Regions from separate parts of the Anas platyrhynchos genome. Here region 1 is linked to region 2. A link is a contact called in public Hi-C data. All regions are on one chromosome and are shown on one strand. The core of a region is the stretch at or near the end of the contact, and the rest is flanking DNA. Distances in the headings are between cores, read along the strand shown.

Evidence for each region. A called contact is a pair of places that touch in the nucleus more often than the background predicts.
Region 1: a Hi-C map of skeletal muscle shows a contact between it and region 2, with 5 times the contacts expected there. The contact joins the enhancer-like site here to the promoter of ARHGAP24 in region 2. A contact is called at or near these places in 4 of 8 Hi-C or Micro-C datasets (liver, skeletal muscle and subcutaneous adipose tissue).

The regions. Positions count from the first base shown.
Region 1 is chr4:48,157,970-48,161,839 of IASCAAS_PekinDuck_T2T, forward strand. All of the region lies in intron 4 of ARHGAP24 (Rho GTPase activating protein 24), which reads left to right. Among named protein-coding and RNA genes, the nearest start is that of MAPK10, 32 kb to the right of the region's middle. Within about 2 kb of position 1,627, at least 4 of the 8 cell types and tissues checked have an H3K27ac peak or open chromatin away from gene starts, as enhancers often do.
Region 2 is chr4:47,956,499-47,960,065 of IASCAAS_PekinDuck_T2T, forward strand. ARHGAP24 (Rho GTPase activating protein 24) reads left to right here and starts at 1,623. Exons shown (of 9, transcript XM_072037524.1): 1 at 1,623-1,665. The coding sequence starts at 1,638.

The sequences.
Region 1 (3,870 bases), core at 377-2,876, 200 kb after region 2:
CCACTACCAATGGCAAGTTTTTAAGAAAGGATGACATTTTGTAAGCATGTGGAGTGTTTTAGCACATCCTTATACAATAAGGCTTGCCAGATTTGTGGCTTTCTCTTCCAATAAGCAAGAAGAGGTAGTTTACTTGTGGGGCTTACCCAGTTTTATATATTTGTAGAATGCCTGCAAAATCTCTGCAGAAACGTACCAGCCTCTTTGAACAACCTAGCAATGATTAGATATTTTGGCAGCATGTTGGCTGGAGGCAGCTAATTGTTTCCTGATAGGAACCCATCTGTTTTTTAGGCCTCAGAAAGCATCCACCACCTCTTTTTAATGATCTATATTTCGTAAGTAATCTTTCATGTCCTTCCACAAAGTCTGTCTCTTTCTGTCCTAAACTGCTGTCTTCGTTGCTCTTCTTGAAGCATCAGGCTCTAGAATGAATTGGCTCCTGTTATAACTTCTGCAGTGGATGTCTAACTTGCAAATAATCTGTCAATCTTTAGTATTCCTTGCAGTGCTTGCTGAAACATGAGAAATTCTGATTATATATTGGGATTTTTTAATTATTTTTTTTCAGCAAGAGTGTGACCAGATAGTGGAGGAGGCACTCAGAAAGTTTTTACAGTCCCCACCCTTGGAGATACTCAGAAGTCAAGTAGATGAGGCACTAAGCAACCTGCCATAACTGGTCTTGTTTTGAGCAGGGGTTGGACTAGATGACCTCTGGATGTCCCTTCCAACCTAAATAATTTGGGTGATTCTATGAAGTGTACTTACAGTAGAGCCAGGCTCTTGTGGCAGCAAAGAGAGGAGAACAGAGCTCAGGGCCTAAGATGGTAAAGGCTTTAATGCATGTTTCATAAGTTGTAGGCAAAATTTCAGCTGGCACTTAGATTATGCACTGTACTGCTTGTACTGTATGTACATTATAGAGGAAAGTGAAGGTATCTACACAAGGGGACAAAAATGGCACAGAGTGTTCAGTAATTATGTTATGCATTGACCTGACCTTTGCATTTCTGGCCCAAAGCCTGACTCCAATACCAGTTGCATCACTCCTGAGTCGCCTTAACATTACTGAACACTGGCTTTGTCTGACCATCCTGTGAGTGCTGGTTCCTCAGCAGAAGCAGTGCCCTCATTCTCTCAATAAAGAGTTATTCATGTTTGTAATACTCCTCGATGCTGCTCACTTGCAGTATTTCAGCACTGGTTTATCACGGACTCTAGCATCATGTGCTGTCTGCAGACTGGCAGCCAGTTGCAAACTCATCCTCCCGTGTCAGGTCCAGGAGAGCTTCTCTACAAGGCCCGAATGCAGCTAAGCAGTGACACAGTCACCAGGTGTTGGGATGGGTTCAGGATATGTTGGTGACAGAGTCTCTGTTTGCAGGGCTAAGACCTGTGACATATTTTAAAGGACAGAGATGCAATTCCAGTAATTCAGGGATGTACGGATACACAAACTGTTCGTACTGTTCTCCTTTGTTTTATTACCAGAACTCCTGAATTTAATTAGAGCCTCACAGCTTGTTGTTTCCTACTGTTTGTTCTGTATGCAAACTGTATACGTGTTATCATGGGCCATGAGCTATTTTTGGTGTAGCATTTATCTTTCTGTAATGTGACCCTGCCCTATTTCCTCTCTGAAAGTTACGAGGAGCCTGTTGGCTGTGTGCTCTGAAGCGCTGACTCCAGCTCTCTGAACACGCTGTGCACTTATCCGAGGGTGAGGGTTATGTGGGGATTTCTGGTGACCTGCTGGGCTTCAGCAATTTTTATTTATGGTGGAGAGGGTGAAGATCCCCAGGCAGTGTAATCCATCTGACAACCACTTCCACAGCGCCTGTGGTATCACAAAGGCAAACGCTGTCAAAACAGCAGTGCCATGAGGGGTACCAATGACAAAGTCTGGATGAAGGGTGCTTCGATGTGTGTTCTGATGGCTGCAGGGAGGCTGTGGTGTGTGTGTGTGTTTGTAATGCCTTTGAGTAGACAGTGCTGAAGTGGGGGATGCTCCTCCAAAAGCATCAACAGTAAAGCAGTTTGAACATTTTAGTGGTTAAGTAATCTTCCTCAGCCTAGCACAAGATACTGAAATAGACTGTTTCTCAGCTTGCTGCTACTTTTTGTGTTGCATTCCAACTTTGTGCTTTGTCATTCCCATTTCAAGGTTGTAATCATTCGTTCTGCACTTGGAAAAGTTTGCCTCAATTAATGAGGATTGTTGCAATTTAGAATAAGGAGGATTTTCTGCTGGAACTGACATTCTGTACTTCAAAACTTGTTAATAAATACTCTTAATTATGAATGTGTAATCGTTAAACATTTTGATATTACGATGTCACACTGCAAAAGAAGTGTCAAGATAGGTATAATTATTAAGTGTCTGGAGCTGTAATGGATCTAGGATGTAAGCAAGGCCAAGACTAAAGAGAGCAATGCTGTCTTTTCTTACACTGATCAGTTGTAGCTGGAAAAAGTCCCTGAGGAAAAGGCCCTGCACAGGCCCTGAAAAGATCCATGGACTACCGATTACACAAATGTCCTCAAGGTAGGCATGTAATTACTGATGGCTGACTTAGCCTGTGGATAGATACAACATACAGTGCTGCAAACAGGAAATGGAAATAAGTGCTCCTGATCCTCAAGAGAGCTTGGAGTGGAAAACTCCTTTGAAACTCACAGCTGGCCTCTGTGGCTGAAGTTGGCTTGAGGGTATTTGTGGGTTGAAACACCTAAAAGCCAGACGGATTCATGCTGTAGCCTGATGTTTTTAAGTTTACCTCTGCATTTTAAAACAGGGGGTGGAAAACTAATACTGGATTGCAAGGTCTAAACATACTGAGACTATATGAAGTGCTCTTCTACTTGCATTATTTGGCATTTTTATATCAATATGTAACAATGAAAGAAGAAAGTTGCTTGCAAAGAAAGAAGAAAGTTGCTTGCTTCTAACTACCACTTTAATATAATTAAAAAACCGAGCTCTTTTAAAAAGATTAACAGGCAGTATGTGTGTATATATATGTGTTTGTTTGTACTGCCAACGTGTGCATGGTAATTTCTGTATAGATAGATTAAGTCCCAAGCAGTGCTTCAGTACTGTTGAGGGGAAAATTTGACTCAACCATTTAGATCTTCTTACTTTGTAATCGCACCATCCTGTGGCACTCTGCGGTATTGCCTTAGCGTTCTGTAATTTAAGATTGCAAGTATGTCCCCATGTGCTAAACTGGGACCTGGGTTTTTTACCCTAGCTCAGAAAGCACCTTGCTGTAGACTCAGATACAGCATGTATTTCAGGACATTAGTTTGAGTATACAAGTCTTCCTGTTATTTTTTTTTTTCTTTGCTCCTTGGCATCCTGCCTTTCCATTTCTCTCTCAGTTCCTCTGCAGGAGAGCCCAAGTTTTTAGTGCATAACTAACCCCAGAGCATTACTCTGCCAGTGCTGAATATTGAAACGTGAAAGTTGATAAACTGCAGTGTTGGGCTGCTTTTTTTGTTGTTCCCCCCCCCCATCAGTGCCCTCAAGGAACAAGTATTTTATTTCACACTAAGGGACTGGTGTGGAAATTATACTAAGGTACTACCCAAAGTGTGGTCCTTGCAATAGAAAGAAGATGCTGTTGCTTCTTCTGGGAGACCTATGGATCAGTTTTTGATAGTTCTTTGATAATTTTTCTCACTCTGTCCATTTGAATCTTGTATTTTCAAAGGACCGCTATAGTTTAATACAAATAATCCCTGGAAAGATATGATTCAGCTCTTCAGCAAGGCCTGGGAAGTTACCCTGTTTGCTAAAGATAAATAAGAAGAAGAATCTTGAGAAAGACCAAAAATGCAAAGCAATTGGAGTTCAATTCTTCGCAG
Region 2 (3,567 bases), core at 373-2,872:
AGTATATTGTTCTTTGTTCTGCCTTAGAAATTAAGATTTTTTTTTTAATTGTTATTACTTTCATTATTGTTTTAAGCTTTTTTGATGCAATAGATATTTAGTCATTTTTTCTAAAGTTCTAGGAACAAATACTTTTCACAGGTATTATATACAGATGTTTATTATGCCCTTGGCTTTTTTTGTGTGCTTTGTTTTTTATAAAAATAAAAGGCAATTTCATAATCTAGAGTATTTTACTGTGTGGGTAGCATTAACTTGTCAGTTGCTGAACAGCTTTAGGTTTACTAGTAGGTATTTTGATCCTTATTGCTGTGCTCAATATATCTGTGGGAGAACTGACACTATGTCACTCGTAAGCATTGATTTGGAGGATGTGTTTGTCCATAATAAGAGAAGGTCTTCAGCATGTTCTGCTATAGTTACTTTTAATTAAAGTAGTAGTTTATTTTATTGACTATACTGAGTTGGTTCAAGTGCGTTTTTGTTAATGAGATTATTTGGCTGTGCAGCAAGCTAGCTCACCATGTGCCTTACAAGCCTAGTGGTTTTTGCTAAACTCCACTGTTAAAAAATCTTAATGCAGTGTGTGTAGTAGAGAAAGCTGTCTCCTTTCAAGTTTTTAGCATTTGCTGCTTTTTGGTTTCATTAAAACCTGTGTACAGTCTCATCTGCTTTCTAACAGGAAAGACAAACTCTGCTTTCATTGCAAAGTAAAGGTTACCATCATGATAATTCCTATTCCCCCACTGTCCAGGCAGAAACAAGTTGCCAGCGTTTTTTCATTATGGTTAAACAAGAAGTGCTTCCTGATTTTCTTTTTGTGTGCTGCCATACCTCAGAAGAAGTAATTGACAAAGTATTTTACAGCATGGTGTGAGTGGAAGGTTTTGGGGGAATGATTGAAGAAATTGCATGTTACAGAAACTACCCAGCTCAAGGAGAGGTTTGGCATGGTTATCTTTTAGCTGGCTCTTGGGTGCTGCAATCATTTCAACTTCTACACGCTTGAGGGCACATACACACTTCCATTTTTGTTTGTAGGAGACTTCAGAGAGTGATACCTGAGTATACGATCAGTTCTGGATGCCAAGCACTGCAGTGCTGCAGAGACTTTGCTTGTAAGCCATGCAGTTACATACCTGAGCTCCATTAAACTGCCACCGAGTCTCTTAAAAAGCCAGTAAGCAAGAAGACCACATTACCCTGCGTACTTGGTGTAGCTTGACTCTGCTCTGTAGAGACAGTCTAAGCTCTCGCCCCAGGTATAAAATCTGAGTGAAATGGTAAGGTGTGGTACTCTGCAGTTACTGTTCTGTAAGGATTTCATGGGTTCATAACTCAGTGTCAGCTGTAATCCTCTGCTCAGAAGCACAGGAAATCATCACTCCTTACAGTTCCTGCTCTTGATCTTGTCACTCCTGGGCATGGCATTCTGTTGTGCTTCCTTCTAGCCTTCAGTGGCACGGGCAGCAGCATGACTGCTTTTTGTTCTTTGAATTAGCATATGCATAATTTGGAGAGAGATGATTGGAAAAGTGGCAAAAAAGAGAAGAGCTCCTGAAGATGTTTTGGTTTTGAAGAACTACAGTCTTTGTAAAATAATGTTAACGCCTGAACTTCCTTTAAGCCTGTTGTACATGTTTTCTTGTGATCTGCTTTATGAAGGTAAGTGACACCCTAAGATACACCTGTCACTCCCCAGCTGAGTAGCCAGGCCTCTTGCAAACTACATGTGTACATTTAATAATCACAGAGACTTAAGATTTAGAAATATTGTAGAATAAAAATGGAACAAGTTGGTGGTTGTCTGTTCCCAGGTGTGATGTGTTGCTGCTTTCAGCTGTGTTACAGCGCTACAGGGGCTTGAAACATGGATATGGTGTGATAGGATTTTAATCTGTAAATGAATACAAGTACAGGAAAAAGAGGAGGGAACAACATTCAAGACTGTATTATAGTGGGAGGCCAGGTGCTGGAACAATTCAAAATCTTCTCTATAAAGAAGCTTACTGAGCTGTTATTGAGAGCTCAATTTCAGGTTATTTCTGTGCTAGAATGTTTAAAATTCTCTAAAAACACCTGTAGGCAGGCTTGATCATAGTTTGTAAGTTCAGTTTGGTACAAAAAATGAATGAAGGTAAAAGGTTGTGGATATAGATTAAACAACTGCAAAGCCTAATTATTTGCTGAAGGCTTTTTTATGAAGTTACTAAGAATAGAAGTTGCATGTAACACTGAAGTCGTAGTTGGACATCACACCTGTCCTTCTGCTTCAAGCAGAAGCAACTGAGAGATGGGGATGGAAAGCTAGAGCTACCTTTGTAAGTCTCCTTTATGAGCTGCTGACTAATGGTTTTGACCTATTGGGTTTTGCTGAAGGAGCTCAGTAACTGCTGCCCTTGCCTCAGGGCAGCTTCTCTGATCGGAGGGCCTTTTTGCTGTCACGCAGAATAGAGATTCACAGAAGGGAAGATGAGTGTGAAGGTCCCTGGAGGCCCTGGCTGGGAACTGAGGATGCATTTGCAGCCTGTAGGGCTGGTATGGCCATGCAGGTGGCCTGAAAAGTAGGTTTGTACTGCAGGGGCAGCTGGATGCCCACAACGGGACCAGAAGCCCTCGTGCTGATCTGTGCAACGGGTGCTGCAGCTTCTGCCACGAGAATCCCCAGTTACCTGCTCCACGTTTGATGTGATTTCTGTAGGTGCTAATTTTAGCTGAAACGCACCTTTGGGGGGTAAGTGGTGTTTCTCTGCCTAGTGGGATGTGCAGTGAGCCAGAAGAGAGAGGAGCATTGTTCAGTGCACCACGAGCTCATCGGTAGGCTTGCCAGCCTGTCCATAATGCCAGGGAAGAGAGATGAGAAGACAAACAAGATTCACTCAATAAAGAATTAGGCTGGGAATATGGTAGTGTAATTCAGCCTGGCTTAAAGGAAAGCAGTTGCTGGCAAAGAAGCCACACTGTGTCTCTTCAGTAGAAGCATTCAGCTCAGGAAAAAAATAATTGTGCAGGTGTAATAGGTTTGGGAAAAAAAAGAGGTACTCAGCATCGCAGGAGTTGGTGATTTGCAAGTGTTAGCTGTTCCCAGCCGGTGGGCCAAGAGAGAACTGATCTCATTCTGGCTGGTGATTAAGGAATCGTTACCTGCTGCAGGCTTTTGTCAGAAACAGCCACAGCTCAGCATCCGTGCTCGCAGCCTGCAAGTAAACAGAATAAATAGGGGGATGCTGCACTACAGTGAGGATGTGCTGGTGGGCAAGATGGGCTGGGTGCAGGTGAGTCACTAAAGCAAAAAGGACCTCAAAATGGGAGTGTGCAGAGTTAGACACAGATATGCAAGTGTGTCATTGCTGCTTAGCTGGCATGTTAGCCCTGGCAAAGCCATGGAGAGAAATAACCCTGACATTTTGATGCCCCTTTTAAAGGGGATATTGAAGTACTGGGGCAACACATCACAGCCAAGTCAGATGGATTTATTTTTTGTGTTTAAATAAATAAGGAAATGCCTTCTAGGGAGGACCTGAGGAACTTTTGCTGTTGAGTTTTTTCAAAAGCAGTCCCTGGAGT